2 separate regions of the Mus musculus genome follow, and region 1 is linked to region 2. A link is a contact called in public HiChIP or PLAC-seq data. All regions are on one chromosome and are shown on one strand. The core of a region is the stretch at or near the end of the contact, and the rest is flanking DNA. Distances in the headings are between cores, read along the strand shown.

Region 1 (7,483 bases), core at 493-2,992, 1.1 Mb before region 2:
TGAAAAACCTTAAGTGGTTCTGAGAATTGTGACTGTAGTCTAGTAATGTAGACAGGAAAACTGATCAATGAGAAGAGCTAGGCCACACATCCAGCCTACCCAGCTCACTGCCAGAAACGTAAACGCTGCAGGTGACAGGCAGCATCTGTCAGGACTCCTTCTCATCCTTCCCTGAAAGTGAGGCTGGGCCATCCCTATCCTGTGCCACCTGGCTTGGATGTCTGTGCTAGCAGCTGCTGGTGCACTTGACCCTGGATCTGTCAGCTGCAGAGACAGTGGCCACAGTCATGGCAGTGCACAGCAGCAGTGAGAACTGGGATACTTATGCTCCAAGGGCAGAGCTGCCAGGACTTCGGCTGCCACCCAGTCAGCTGGGGTCAGGAAGGAGGCAGTAGTAGAAGGCAACAGCCTGGCACCCGCCCAGTACACATGATGCTCACCTGACGTGGTGCAGAATCTCCTGGCAGTGGTTGTGATACTGCTGCAGCCAGGCCCTGAGCTGGGTAGGAGCCACCACAAGCAAGGGCTGGAAGGGTTTCCCCAGAGATGCCTGAAAAAAAGATCTCTGTACAGTTGAATAAGGGGACTTTCCAGTAAAAATGGTAAGAAATAATTAGTGGTAGGTACAGCCAATAATGAAGCAGGCAATTAACAATGTCAGTCAGGTGCCTCACTTACCAACGCATGCTCTCTCTGCAGCAAGATATTCAGCAAGCCCTGGGGAGGGGAGCACAGGTGATAAGCCAGTCTCAGTCGTCATCCCCACAGCTTAGGGCTCAAGTCCCTCCCTGTAAGTGGTTCCTATCTCACTGATCCTGTGTCACAGGTGGGTGGCACATGCTGACTAGTGACTGAAACATTTCAGGCTGTGTTAGAAGGCGGGCAATGGGGTAAGACCTAGGAAGCCTAAAAAATCCAGATCTGGATGGTCCTGCTGGACAGGCTGTGTGTGAAACAAGTTTTATTCAGCAAGAAACGCTGAGTCAACTCAAAAGTTTGGTACTAGAGGGAAAGAAGCCCAAGGGGAAGGCACCCCCACATGCTCACTCACCGTGTGGTGGTCGGCGTGCAGGTGGGACACAAACACAGCCGTGAGGCTGCATAAGACTCGGTCTATTTGCTGTCCGTAATGACGGCACAACTGCCCAAAAGTGCCTTCTCCACAATCCAGGAGCACTGACTTGTCAGGGCTGTAGAAGACAGGCACCAACTGGCTTTACTCTAGATATTCCAGAATGGCATTGATGCAGAAGACATAGAACAGGCAGCAGCTGTGGGTACCACCCCCATCTTCCATAGCTACACCTGCCTGTCCTTTGGGGGGCGCATATGAAAGTCAACTATTTAAACCACATGGGTCATTTGAGACCAGTCTATCTTCTCTTTATAAGAGAAAGATCCAAAGAACCCTGAAGCCTTTAAGGATATGCATCAACACAATGCTGGGTATCAAAAACAGAAAAAAGACAAGCAGACTATAAGGCTAGGAGTCTGCCCCCGCAGCACGCCTCTGCCTCCCCTAAATGTGTTACACTAAGCTGAGAGTGCCAGAGACAGCAATAGGTCACAGGAGATGGCTCAGTTCCCAAGTGAGCCTGGTCCTCAAACTGTCTTGAGGCAGAATTGGCTTCATGAACATTCTCTGAGGAGGTGGCTAGTGTGACTCTCATACTGTCTGCTGGGCAGGTCTCAAGTCCAAGTTCAGCATTCCAATGCAGAGGCTCTACTTCCAGGCAGACAGACAAAGGTGTCCCCCTGGCTTCCTTCCTCTCTAAAGGAAGCCACAAAGATCGGAAGGGCCACACCCATCTAAAGACAGTGAGTGACTTCTAGGAAAAAGCCTACATGAGAAAAAAAACAGATTTTGTTCATCTCGACAAAGGTGCCAGGTTGTTTAGGGATCAGAAACCATAAGTCCTAAATACAGGCCAGCCAATGATAACCCACCTTTGTATATTTCTCACTCATAAAGCCGCCATGCTTAGATTTGAAAGCATTTGAGCTCAGATGAGCCTGGACTGCAGTGCAGACAGTCTGACCTCGGGTGCACATGGGCCGTACAGCTCAGGGGAACACAGGTATCAGTTAAGATACCAGCTCAGGGCCTAGACCCGAAGCTTAGGCTGCAGAACCGAAGCAACCTCTTCCAGCATGTGCTTACCAGTCAAACAAGGCTGTAGTCACCCGTCCTTCACAGGCTTAAAGTACAAGTTCATTGGGACACCCCTCAGCAATATGGACAGCATAAGCACACCAGTCATGAGGGATGGGACTGCATGTTTCCCAGAATTAAGCAAGTAGATTCAGTAAGCCCAACACTTGGGAGGCAGACGTTCCAGGCCAGCCAGCACTATATAGCAAGACCCTATCTCAATAATATATTCTAAATGAAATAAAGCACAGAAAACTACTACTTCTGCTCCAGGACAATCAGCCTGGTGAGTGGAGAGGACTGTTCAGCGGCAAGCTCTGATGGACAGCAGCTTCTGAGGCAAGCATGGTGTGATGGTTTGAATATGCTTGGCCAAGGGAGTGGCACTATTAGGAGGTGTGGACTTAATTCCTAGCCAAATGGATGGACCTGGAGGGCATCATCCTGAGTGAGGTAACACATTCACAAAGGAACTCACACAATATGTACTCACTGATAAGTGGATATTAGCCCAAAACCTAGGATATCCAAGATATAAGATACAATTTCCTAAACACATGAAACTCAAGAAAAATGAAGACTGAAGTGTGAACACTATGCCCCTCCTTAGAAGTGGGAACAAAATACCCTTGGAAGGAGGTACAGAGACAAAGTTTGGAGCTGAGATAAAAAGATGGACCATGTAGAGACTCCCATATCCGGGGATCCATCCCATAATCAGCTTCCAAATGCTGACACCATTGCATACACTAGCAAGATTATGCTGAAAGGACCCTGATATAGCTGTCTCTTGTCAGAGTATGCCTGGGCCTAGCAAACATAGAAGTGGATGCTCACAGTCGGCTATTGGATGGATCACATGGCCCCCAATGAAGGAGCTAGAGAAAGTACCCAAGAAGCTAAAGGGATCTGCAACCCTATAGGTGGAACAACATTATGAACTAACCAGTACCCCGGAGCTCTTGACTCTAGCTGCATATGTATCAAAAGATGGCCTAGGCGGCCATCACTGGAAAGAGAGGCCCATTGGACACGCAAACTTTATATGCCCCAGTACAGGGGAACGCCAGGGCCAAAAAAGGGGAGTGGGTGGGTAGGGGAGTGGGGGTGGGTGGCTATGGGGGACTTTTGGTATAGCATTGGAAATGTAAATGAGCTAAATACCTAATAAAAAATGGAAAAAAAAAAAAAAAGGAGGTGTGGACTTGCTGGAGTAGGTGTGGCCTCGTTGGAGTAAGTGTGTTATTGTGGCATGGACTTTAAGACCATCATCATCCTAGCTCCTTGGAAGCCAGTCTTCTCCTAGCTGCCTTCAGAACAAGAGGTGGAACTCTCAGCTCATCCAGCCCCATGTCTGCTTGCATTCTGCCATGCTTTCATCTAGATAATGGACTGAACCTCTGAATTTGTAAGCCAGCCCCAATTAAGTGTTGTCCTTTATAAAAAGTTGCCTTGGTCATGGTGTCTTCACAGCAATAAAACCCTAACTAAGACACATGGTACCTTAGGTTGACGAGTGTGGAACTGACATTTCGGATCTTCATTGGGATGGCAGACCCCGTACCCAGGAAGACAATTTCAGGATACTGGCTTCTTTTCTCTGTTGAAATACAAGTGAATTTACAAGCTAGCATTCTGTCAAGAGGTAGACAAGCAATCCGGTACAATCCACCTTCCCAGAGGGCGCTGGGTGCAGGCGTTCCACGTTCAGTATGAGGCCCGCAGGCTGTTGAAGAAAAGCGTCTGGAAAAGAGTACTTCCTCAGGCTGCCTTTACAAAAACAACAAAACAAACAACCCCACGAAACAACATAGGCTGCCTTAGCTCTGACTTACCGCTTTTTTCCTAGGCATGGTACCTCTACCTTGCATTAAGACTGCACACGTCATGTGTGTGTACCCTCATATCTGCTGTACAGGTACACAGGGCTGGTCCTCAGCCTCACTTGGGTGGCCATGAACTAACACACCAGGGCACCAATTTTATCAGAAAGGATAAAGCAATTTTCAGGCAATAGTTCTTCCCACACACACAGGATGAGGAATGGCTGACCTGGCACTAACCTTCAGAAAAGCAAGGGTGGGGAAGAGCCTTCTGGTTAGATTAAAACCTACCCTCTTCTATTCCAGCATTCTCTTTATCAGTAATTGAAAACTCAGAAACCCCCCTAGTGTAGAAGTCACAAAAGTCTCCAATTGCTTTCCCTGATAGAGCAATGAAACTGGTTAGACGGCAGTCATCTTTCACAGCCCGTCTTAGCCAAGCAGGAGTAGACCAACAGCAATCATGGCGAGGGAGGATCTCCATGGTCTCACAGGGGTTCTCCAAACCGTTTTCCAACAGGTGGGCCCTCAAGAGTACCAAGACTCTGTCACTAAAGGCAGTTTACTAAATGGAGAGCACAGGTGCCAAGTTCCTCTAACACCTTCCCCAGCCTTCTGTTACAATACAAAAAAGCCCAGAGTTAATTAATCAGGATGCCATTTGTCCAACTCCCTGCTAGAGTCTGTCAGGCAATGCTTAGGAGAGGCTGCCCAGGGCTTTGGCTCACCTGCTGGGGCTGGGTTTTCCTGCACGTTCTTCCGATACTCCTCCACACTCTCCTGGAAACTGGGGAGCTCCAAGGCCTCAGCTATGAATTCATCAGTATTGCAGTCGAGTGTGGTATCCCTGAAGAGAAAAATAACTTGGGTAACCCAAGGGGTTTGCACAGCCTCTCAGTAAATGCTAGTTTGGATGTTCAGAATAAATCCATGTGTATTCTTGATGGTTTGGCTGAAAAACATACCATCCCTACCCCCGACCCCCAATCCCATGTGTGATTTGCCTCTGGGGAAGTCATGGGGAACTGCAGCCTTGCTGGAGGAAGAACATAATTGGGGATGAACTTTAGGCATGCATAGCTCTGCCCGCTCCCCTCCCAGTTCGCTCTCTCTGCGTTGTTTTTGCGACTAAGGCTATGTCTCTCACCTCCTGCCAGACCATGCTTGCCACTTGCTGCTGTGCCTCCCTACCATGAGGAATTGTCAATCAAAATGAACAGTCTTCTATAAGTTATGTTGCTGATGGTGTTTTATCATAGCAACAGAAAAGTAACCAATACAGGTACAGAACACTCCTACAGATAATGACCTGGGCAGTTCTAGTCTCTGGAACCTTCCTCAACTAAATAAGGTGAATGAGTCCCGAACAACTCTAGCTCCTTGTGATCTCTCCAGCCTCAAGTCTGACAATCAGGGCTTCCTGGTGCTCAGGCAAGATGAATCTTTCTTTATAGTAGAGTTGTTCCCTGAAGCATCACATCTCCCAACCAAGGCTGTGATAATTAAATGTGGCCACATATGAGACCCTGTCCAGGAGGAGCACAGGGCCCTAGCTGAGCAGCTGGTCTCCAGGAAGTGCCTCTCAAGCTAAAGTGAGCGTGCACACAGACGACTGGGAGCCTTGGTGAGCTGCAGAACCCAAGCTGGCATCAGCTCTCGGGCGGAGTCAGGGTGCCTTCCTCCTTAGCCAGCCGCAGGGAGTGCTGGCATTGCTGGCTTCCTCCACTCAGCACCAATACTGAGAGGGCTGATTCTCTGAGCTAAGTAAGGAGAAAAGCACCCCAAAGCTTATGAAGCAGTCCCGTGTCAACCTTTCCAGATCAACTCACGGGTCTGGGATCTTGGAATAGCATTTTCACTGGCACATGGACTGATGAAGGTATTCGGGATGCCCATGGCCCCAGGCATACCACTACAGAGCAATTATTCAACCACGTCAGCTCATAGTGACATCCTAACACATGATCTACTCTAACAATGATGCTAGGAGGCCAGAAGTATTATAAACCCCATACTTATTCCCAACACTGAGGACAAGCTATCAGGTAGTCAGCAAATACTTCTCACTTGCCTAGAAGTTGATAGGCAGGGGCTTTCCAGGTGGCAATGTATGATCACTGGGTGCCTAAAGAAGTCATTCACTGAAACTCACATTTAGAAATTGCCTTTAGGAAGTCTTTGAGTTCCAATCAAAGACTTACTGTTGCATTAAAACAAGGAAAAAAAAAATCCCAGATGAGTAAAACATCAGTATCAGAAATTCCAACAGAAACCTTTTTACTGGGGCCAGGCATAGTGGCACATACTTTTAGTTCCAGCACTTGGGAGGCAGAGGCCAGAAGACAGCTGAGTTTGAGGCCAGCCAGGGCTACACAGTGGGACCTTATCCAATAACCACCTTGTGGCTGGAACTGGGCTCTTCCTGCTGCTGTGCAGGTGACAACTGTGACAGAAACCAAGGGGCTGGAAATGCTTCCCAGAATACCACTACTGATCATTTTCAGAAAACCCTCCCAACCCCCGCCCAGAAGTTTCCGTAGGTTCAGAGCTGCACGCACCTCTGCCACTCTCTCTTGGGGCGGAGCTGATACTTGAGGAGGCATTCACCCCGAACTGTTGGCACGCTGAGGGTGGACCCTTCCTCCTGGAAGGTGAGAACGCACTTCTCAGTGAGAAGCAAGGGACAAGAACCCACTGGCTAGGGAGGATGTGGGACGTGCTACCTTACTATAGAAGCTGGTAAGCTGGGGGAAGATGTCAGGGTGGATGAGGCTGAGCTGGGTCTGAATCTTGTGGCTGCGCAGGTTGTGGACCGAGGGGCAATTCTCATTCAGAATCAGGTGCTGTGTGTCAGGCCCGAACCTAGGAAGAAACAGCCCATCGTTACAGTGTCTGTCAGGGAATCTCTCCACCTCAGGGAAAGGACAGTAGATAAAAAGCCTTATGTAGAAGGACAGACACAGAGTTATATCATTTCGCCCCCAATTACTACCCAGCCAGGCATAACCCTGCAGCTTCTGTGTCATAGTCCAGGCTTTCGTCTTTCTTGTGCTGATAATGATAGAAAGAACAGTGGGGAACTAAGGAGATGTAAGACCTTCACGTGCAGATGTGAAACCATCACCAAGCACAGGGTATGAAAAAGGCCTAAAAGGAAAATAGATAATTTGTGTTCTGACTCAGACACACGAGGAATGAAAGACAGAGCCTAAGACCCTAAACTGCTCAGGGCAGAGAGGGGCTGTGAGATGACACAGCTGGCAGGGAAGCTGAGGAGCCGCTGGAGGTCACCAGCTACTCAGGCTCCAACATTCTCCTGGAGCTATCCCTGGTGCAGGGTTATAGGGTGGCAAACCTTCTCCTTACAGACCTGCTAAGACTTAGCAGAGCAGCTGAGGTCAAACATGTGCAGTGGGAGGCTGGTGGATGTGCCAGGATCTCCTCTGCCCCGACTGAGCAAAGTGTAAGAGATGTGACAAGGAGTCCTCAGCAAGTGGGGACTGGGACA
Region 2 (6,446 bases), core at 779-3,278:
TTCTCCTGCTGAAGGCTGACCCTGGAAGCTTCTAATCAATAACAAAAGTGGTCCCCACACCCACCCAGGGGGAGCTGTGCTGGGGTTTCCAACTGCTGTTAAGCTAAGGGTTACCACCCCCTCCTCCATCAGCTTTAAGCCATCCAGGAAACACACTGAGAGAAGATGGGCAAAATGAGGGACAGCAGCTGGTCCTTGGTCCTTGTCAGCAGTGCTTCCAAGTTCACAGCTCCTGAGTTGCTGTGTTAGAAGTACTTCTTTAATTTTTAAAAATATTTTTGGGTCCTTTAAAATCTGTGACAAGAGGATTGGACTGCATCCTCCTTATCCTTGAACCTGCCTTCCTTGGAGAGTGTCAGTGGATAAACAGAAAGGGGCAGGTGAGGGAGGGTTACTCGCTGAGCAGAGGAGGGCGGGGCAGGGTGCTGGATTATCCATTCTCTCCTATTTAATTCCGGGGGGGGGGGCGGGGAGCGGCAAGGGCTGGGGGGTGGGTGTGGGGGGAAGGCAGTGCACTGATGGCTTGGATCATGATTTTTCACCAGCCTCTGGAGGACCTGTCTCCATGCTCTTGTCTGCTGCCTCATCCTGGGTCCTGTCTCAGTTATCTTTGTGCCCTTGGTGGGCCGCAGAAGAGAGTGTATGCAGTGAGAGGGGATGCAGGGAATCAGGACTCTTAAACAAGACATTGAACTTGAGAACTGAACCTGTGCAGTGTCTGCTCCCTCACCCCGGAGCTAGGAATCAGCAGAAGGAATGAGAGCAGACAGACCAACCTCTCCCATCCTTGAAAGACTTCTGTTGCTTTTCAAAGCTCATTCACTTTCAAACTATGTTGGAGGAGGAGGAGGAGGAGGAGGAGGAGGAGGAGGAGGAGGAGGAGGAGGAGGGAAAGGAGAAAGGAAGGAAGTAAGTTAAGTAAATGGAAGGACAAACATTTCTGTTTCACAGAAGTGAAAAAAAAAATATCCCGCAAGATCTGGACCACTTCTCTTTGTACTTCAACCAAACAGCTTACAGTCAGGTGCCTAGGTTAAGGCATATTTGACACTGGACTCGCCCTGATTACGTATCCTGAGGTCTGTGCTCTGCCCCTGAGGAGCATCTTGTAAGTGTTCACCATCAAGTGCGGATGGTTCCTACTTATCTTCCAGTGGCTCTGTCCAACTTAATGCTGGCTACAGGGGAAGGTAATTGTAAGGGTTGCTTTACACAACCTGTAAGCTGATCTGTTAACTCTATTAAAAAGTTAGTGTATTGTTGTTGTTGTTGTTGTTGCTTATGTGTAGGTGCCCGCATGTTCCTGCTTGTGTTGTTGTGAGGACAACTTCTGGGACTCAGTTCTCTCCTTCTACCTTCCGCTCTGGGAACCAAACTCAGGTCATGGAGTTTGGGAGCAAATGCTTTCACCTTCTGAGTGGTTTCACTGGTTCAAATGCATTTATTTGTATTCATTGGAAAAACTGAGTCCAAGGCTTGGTATGGTTGGTTCAAGGTCCCAGTCTGATGCAAGGCAGGATGGGAACAGAAGTCCAGGCTTTCTTAGGCTAGTGGGCCACTGTGTAGAGAATGGCTTTTTGACCCTCCCTGAATTTTTGGAGACAGATGGGGTGGGGTCTTACTCGTCATTTTCCATTGGCTCTTGAGTGAGTCTGTATACACACACACACACACACACACACACACACACACACACACACAGAGTAAACTGCCTAAGCCTGGATCCAGTATGAAGGTGAAGGCACAGGGCTGGATCTGCACTCCTGACTCTTGGGACCAATCATCTTGTGGTGGGACTCTACAAGTAGGATTCTGGACCATTCAGTTCTTTCTGGAACTCCAGCTGCCCTCCCCACTGTCTGGGCCTCCTTTTTTGCTTTTGCTTCTGCTTTCTACAAAGTCTGCCTGCCAGAAAAACTTCTGCCTTTCTAATGATTTTAAGGTTTCTTTTCTTTTCCAGGAACCGGGGGCACAGATCCCTCAAATTTCGCAAGATTTGTCCTTCTCAGGCCTCGGTGAGGCGCAGTAAACAGAAGCAGGGAGCTTGGAGCTGGAACACAAAAGCCCATTAGCTTTTCACTCCCCCCACCCCCCAAGGCCCAGCCCCTTCCCGGAACAGGAACCACCCCCTTTGTGAGCCGGGCCTAAGACCCAGGCAAAGGCCTGGAGGAGAGGGGGCTCCAGCTGCCTGGGCAGTGAGATGCTCATTCGCTCCCCACCTCCCAGCATTGAAAAGCTTTTATTTTCAGAGCAGCATTGAAACTCCAGGACAATGGAGGCCAAATCCTTGGGCAGCGGTTGGGGCCAGGACGGGGGAGGCAGCCTTTGTCATGTCTCTTCTTTCCAACCCATTACCTTAAAAAAGAAAAAGAAAGAAAGAAAGAATGAAAAGAGAAAGGACCGAAAGGACCCATGAACTCTTTAAGAATCGTGACATCACTTCCGCCAGACCTGAAATCTAGACTATTTACAGTTTCATTTGAAATTAGTTTAAACTCTCCCAAAGGAGTGCTTTGATATGCAAACATCTCCCCAAAGGGAGACAGTTACTTATGGAGATGTGGCCCTTTGAAGGGGCTCAGTGTTGGTGGGCTCCAGGCCTCTGAGGAAGTGAGAAGACCCAGATGAAGGCCCACACTGACAACTGATAGCATGGTCCTCCTCTACCAAATGGAGTCCCCTGGGAAGAAGGAGGAGTGTGCCATAAAGGAGAAGCTATCTCGGTTGATCTTGGTTCCGCTTACACTTCTCGCTCTCTAGCCTGCAGTCCCAGCTCACACAGGCTAACTCCCATCCCCGCTTCTTTTCCCAGTCCCGGCTGCGAACTGTCTTCCTACAGAACGGGACAAGGGAGGAACTGCTGTTCCCTCACTCCTGACTCACTGTGACTTACCGCATCACCAGGTGCAAACACAGCAGAGAAGTTGGGGTTGCCAGGCAGGCTTTCAGTGGGTTTTAGCGCGCATGCCTGCTACTGCTCTGCACAGCCTGTGATGAGGACTCTACTGCCTTAGTGCACTGTGTCTGCCTGGAGCTCCAGTTGCCTGCTGCTGCCCCAACACTCCTGCTTGGTTGGCAGCTGCTAGGGCTTTCGGTAGCTTACCCCAGTAGAGGGAAGTTAAGTTACAGGGGCTGTGCCTGCCTTTGTCACTGACCTGCTACAGGCCTAAAGGCAATAAGGGCCCAGGGACCATGATACAAAACCTCTGGGATAATGAGCCAAACGACCCTTTCTTCCCTGGAAGTGGTTTCTCTCAGGTAATTCGTCACAGCAATGGAAAGCTGGCTAGGATTTCCCATACCCCACTGTTAGTGTCCTAGGAAGGGCTTTCTGCCCTGGGACACATCCCACATACTCATCCCCCCCCTCCCGAGATCGCAGTACATTTTCAACTCCACTACTAGTGTTTATGAGTTTACCAAATGCTCAAAAAAAAAAAAAAAAAAAGACACTTGGTTTACTTTCCCACATTGGATGGCAGCTTCCTCATTGCTGAGACCTGCCCCTGACTGTACAGATTCCAGGGAGCTGTTTTTTTTTTCTTTGGAAGGGATGTGGAACACAGTCTTCCTAGAAACCTTGGTTCTTCTGCCCTGTGACTGAATTGTCAGAGGCTTCTGGGAAATGCTACAGCTGGTGGGTCATCACAGTTTCCTGGCCTGGGCCTTGAGGTTTTGGTCAGTATTGTGGAACCGAAGGGGCAGAACCATTTAGCTCCTTCCTCAGGCTAACTTAACAGATGTGGAATCCAAGGCCTGAGAATTTGGGAATATAGCCAAGGGGTCATGCCGATTGGAAGTGAAGAGACTCACATCACAACTTTATTTCAATGCTTCAGAAACGATACCAATTTAACGAAATCTCTAAGTATTGAGTGACTGTTTTCTCATTTTACCCGTATTTTCCCTGGAATGGCATCAAAACAAGGACTTGTCAGCCTTTGGCCCTGTATTAGGGGAGGTGCCAAGCCTTGGTGGCCAAGGGCAACAGAGGGAGCTTGGGTGCGTCAGGGCTGTTCTGTCCTGATTGTAATGGTGGTGCTTAGACTGTGCACCTGCCACTGGGCTTAGTCCTGGGCATGAATGTAAGTTTTTTGTTGTTGTTTTGTTTTGTTTTTTCGAGACAGGGTTTCTCTGTATAGCCCTGGCTGTCCTGGAACTCACTTTGTAGACCAGGCTGGCCTCGAACTCAGAAATCCGCCTGCCTCTGCCTCCCAAGAGCTGGGATTAAAGGCGTGCACCACCATGCCTGGCATGAATGTAAGTTTAAAGTGTAAAACTTTTAAAAGAAGAAAAAGTTCCCTTTGGCATTCAGAAAACTTGGAGTATTTCCATGACTTGGTAGGAAGTGATCATCTATGGAAGAGGAAGAGGGCTTCATAGCCCCTGATTGCTCAGCTCCTCTCTGCAGACTGAAGACCAGACCTCCCCGCACCAGCCTTGTCTCTCTCTGAATGTCATTAACGCCGCACATCAGCTGTTTTGTGTGACAGTTGCTGTGCTGAGCTACAGCGAGGGGGTTACACACCCATTTTAATAATCTTCCTTTTCGCCGCATTGTTATCCCATTCAAATAGTAAATTCAGTTGCTGGATGGTCAGACTCTGGGTGTTGCTAAAGGGGGTGGGATGAGAACAAAGAAAGAAAAGCAGGGCAGTGTTTAGAACCAGGGAAATCGGAGGCTGTGTGGAACTCCTCTGGTCCATTCCTCATTTTTCATTCCCCCAGGCTTCAGTTTTTAACCACCCACTCCCAACAGAGTTTAGGAGTTCTACTAGGGCTGGGGATATTGCTAGTGAACTGGGAACCTCTTTCCCAGGAAACGTAGCAGCAGTGATAGACTCCGCCTTTGTACTGAGTTCTCCAGTCTTCAGACAAAGGCACGGAGGAGTTGATACCCTGACCCCAGGCTGGTCATCACCTTTCTCTTCTTGCCTGGATAATAGAGAGGAAGACCCAAGTCTGCCCATGCAGGCCTGTAAATGCAGTGACTTTGGAAGCTGAGGCAGGAGGATCACGAGTTCAAGACAAGACTGGGAGACTTGTGTCTGTATCAAAATAAAAAGAGGATTTAGAGTACAGGTCAGTGATGAGAACTTAAACTAGCATAGGCAAGATCCTGGGCTCAGTGTCTAACATCTAGCATCACCACCAATAGAGGGACAGTGGAACCAGCTCAACAGCCTTTCCTCCCTTCTCCTTCTCTCTCTCTCTCTCTCTCTCTCTCTCTCTCTCTCTCTCTCTCTCTCTCTCTCTCCCTCTCTTTGGTGGGCTGCTGTACTGGCCTCCTACTGGAAACAGTTTTCCTGCCTCTGCTACCCAAGTACTGGGATTCTAGGCATGTGCCACAATGCCCAGCTCTGGTAGCCAATTCCTGCATTCATTTTAATACTGTGGAACTTTAAAAAAAAATACAGGGTTCAAACCACCAGCTCTGAGCAAAGCACGAAGTGCTGCGATGGAGAGTTTGCTCTTTCTTCGGTTTGGCACTGTGTGAGCCGACTCTGGGCAATGGAAAGAGACATACCCGTTGGTTTCTCTTGGTCCCACGAATAAGGATGTACTTCGTTGGCTGCAGTTTTAGTTTGCCTCATTATAATTTACTCATAGTCAGATCTGGGAGGGAGAGGGAGAGAGGAGAGAGCACTGTTGAAGACAGAACACCCTTCACTTCTGTTTGCAGTAAGTCACACTGTATTTGTCTGTTCTTGTCTGAGACCTTGTCTGACCACCAGGAGCACAACCTCATGCTTGTGAGGTACGATGGGAGCTGAGAGAGTGTGGCCGGCCCTCCGTTCTCCTGACCTCTAGGACTTGGACCCAAATAGTCTTAGACTCACCAAATGACTTGTATTTCTGCTCACAATATTGTGCCCTATGCACACTTAGAAACAAAAGATTTATTTCACTTTATGTGTGTGTGTGTCCACAGAGGCTAGAAGAATGTATTGGATCCCCTAAAGCTGGAGTTACAGGCAGTTGAGAGCTGCCTCCTGGTGCAGGCGGTGGGACTCAAACTCAGTCCTCTCCAGGACATCGCACACTCTGGACTACTGAACTGTCCATCTCCACAGCCTCCTCTCCCCACATTTTTTTTTTTTTTGAAGACGGGATCATATGATAAACTCAGATAGGCCTGGAATTCACTATGGAGCTGAAGCAGGCCTCAGTCTGTAGGTCCTGAGTGTGTGCCTCCCTCTTACCTTCATAGTAGCCCTAAAATCCACGCAGCACCTCTGCTTAGGTGCATGCAAATGCCAGTGGGGGAGGGGAATAACCCAATGTGCAAGATAGAGTCCAAGGCCAAGGATGCCCCATCCTGTCTGCACAGGAGAATCATTAAAGAGTCCTGTGCTGGAGCCGTGCCCAGGCAGGGCCTGGTTCATTCAGTCTGTCTGGGTGGAGCCCAGACATTTAGTCCTCGTTAAACCACCCTCCATGGTTCT

What was found. HiChIP or PLAC-seq counts read pairs in DNA pulled down with a chosen protein or histone mark.
Region 1: an H3K27ac HiChIP or PLAC-seq map of embryonic stem cells shows a contact between it and region 2, with 7 times the contacts expected there. The contact joins two enhancer-like sites. A contact is called at or near these places in 3 of 39 promoter capture datasets (liver, maxillary cranial neural crest and trophoblast stem cells), 2 of 484 Hi-C or Micro-C datasets (both in bone marrow-derived macrophages) and 3 of 115 datasets of contacts at active chromatin or transcription factors (cardiomyocytes and embryonic stem cells).

Annotation. Positions count from the first base shown.
Region 1 is chr11:64,991,575-64,999,057 of GRCm38.p6, reverse strand. Elac2 (elaC ribonuclease Z 2) reads right to left here. Exons shown (of 24, transcript NM_001362983.1): 13 at 6,699-6,837; 14 at 6,534-6,619; 15 at 4,704-4,822; 16 at 3,656-3,752; 17 at 1,052-1,190; 18 at 679-717; 19 at 441-550. Among named protein-coding and RNA genes, the nearest start is that of Elac2, 16 kb to the right of the region's middle. Within about 2 kb of position 1,742, at least 8 of the 459 cell types and tissues checked have an H3K27ac peak or open chromatin away from gene starts, as enhancers often do. A contact at or near this core is called in embryonic stem cells, where this site is marked.
Region 2 is chr11:63,894,378-63,900,823 of GRCm38.p6, reverse strand. All of the region lies in intron 1 of Hs3st3b1 (heparan sulfate (glucosamine) 3-O-sulfotransferase 3B1), which reads left to right. Among named protein-coding and RNA genes, the nearest start is that of Hs3st3b1, 25 kb to the left of the region's middle. Within about 2 kb of position 2,028, at least 62 of the 459 cell types and tissues checked have an H3K27ac peak or open chromatin away from gene starts, as enhancers often do. A contact at or near this core is called in embryonic stem cells, where this site is marked.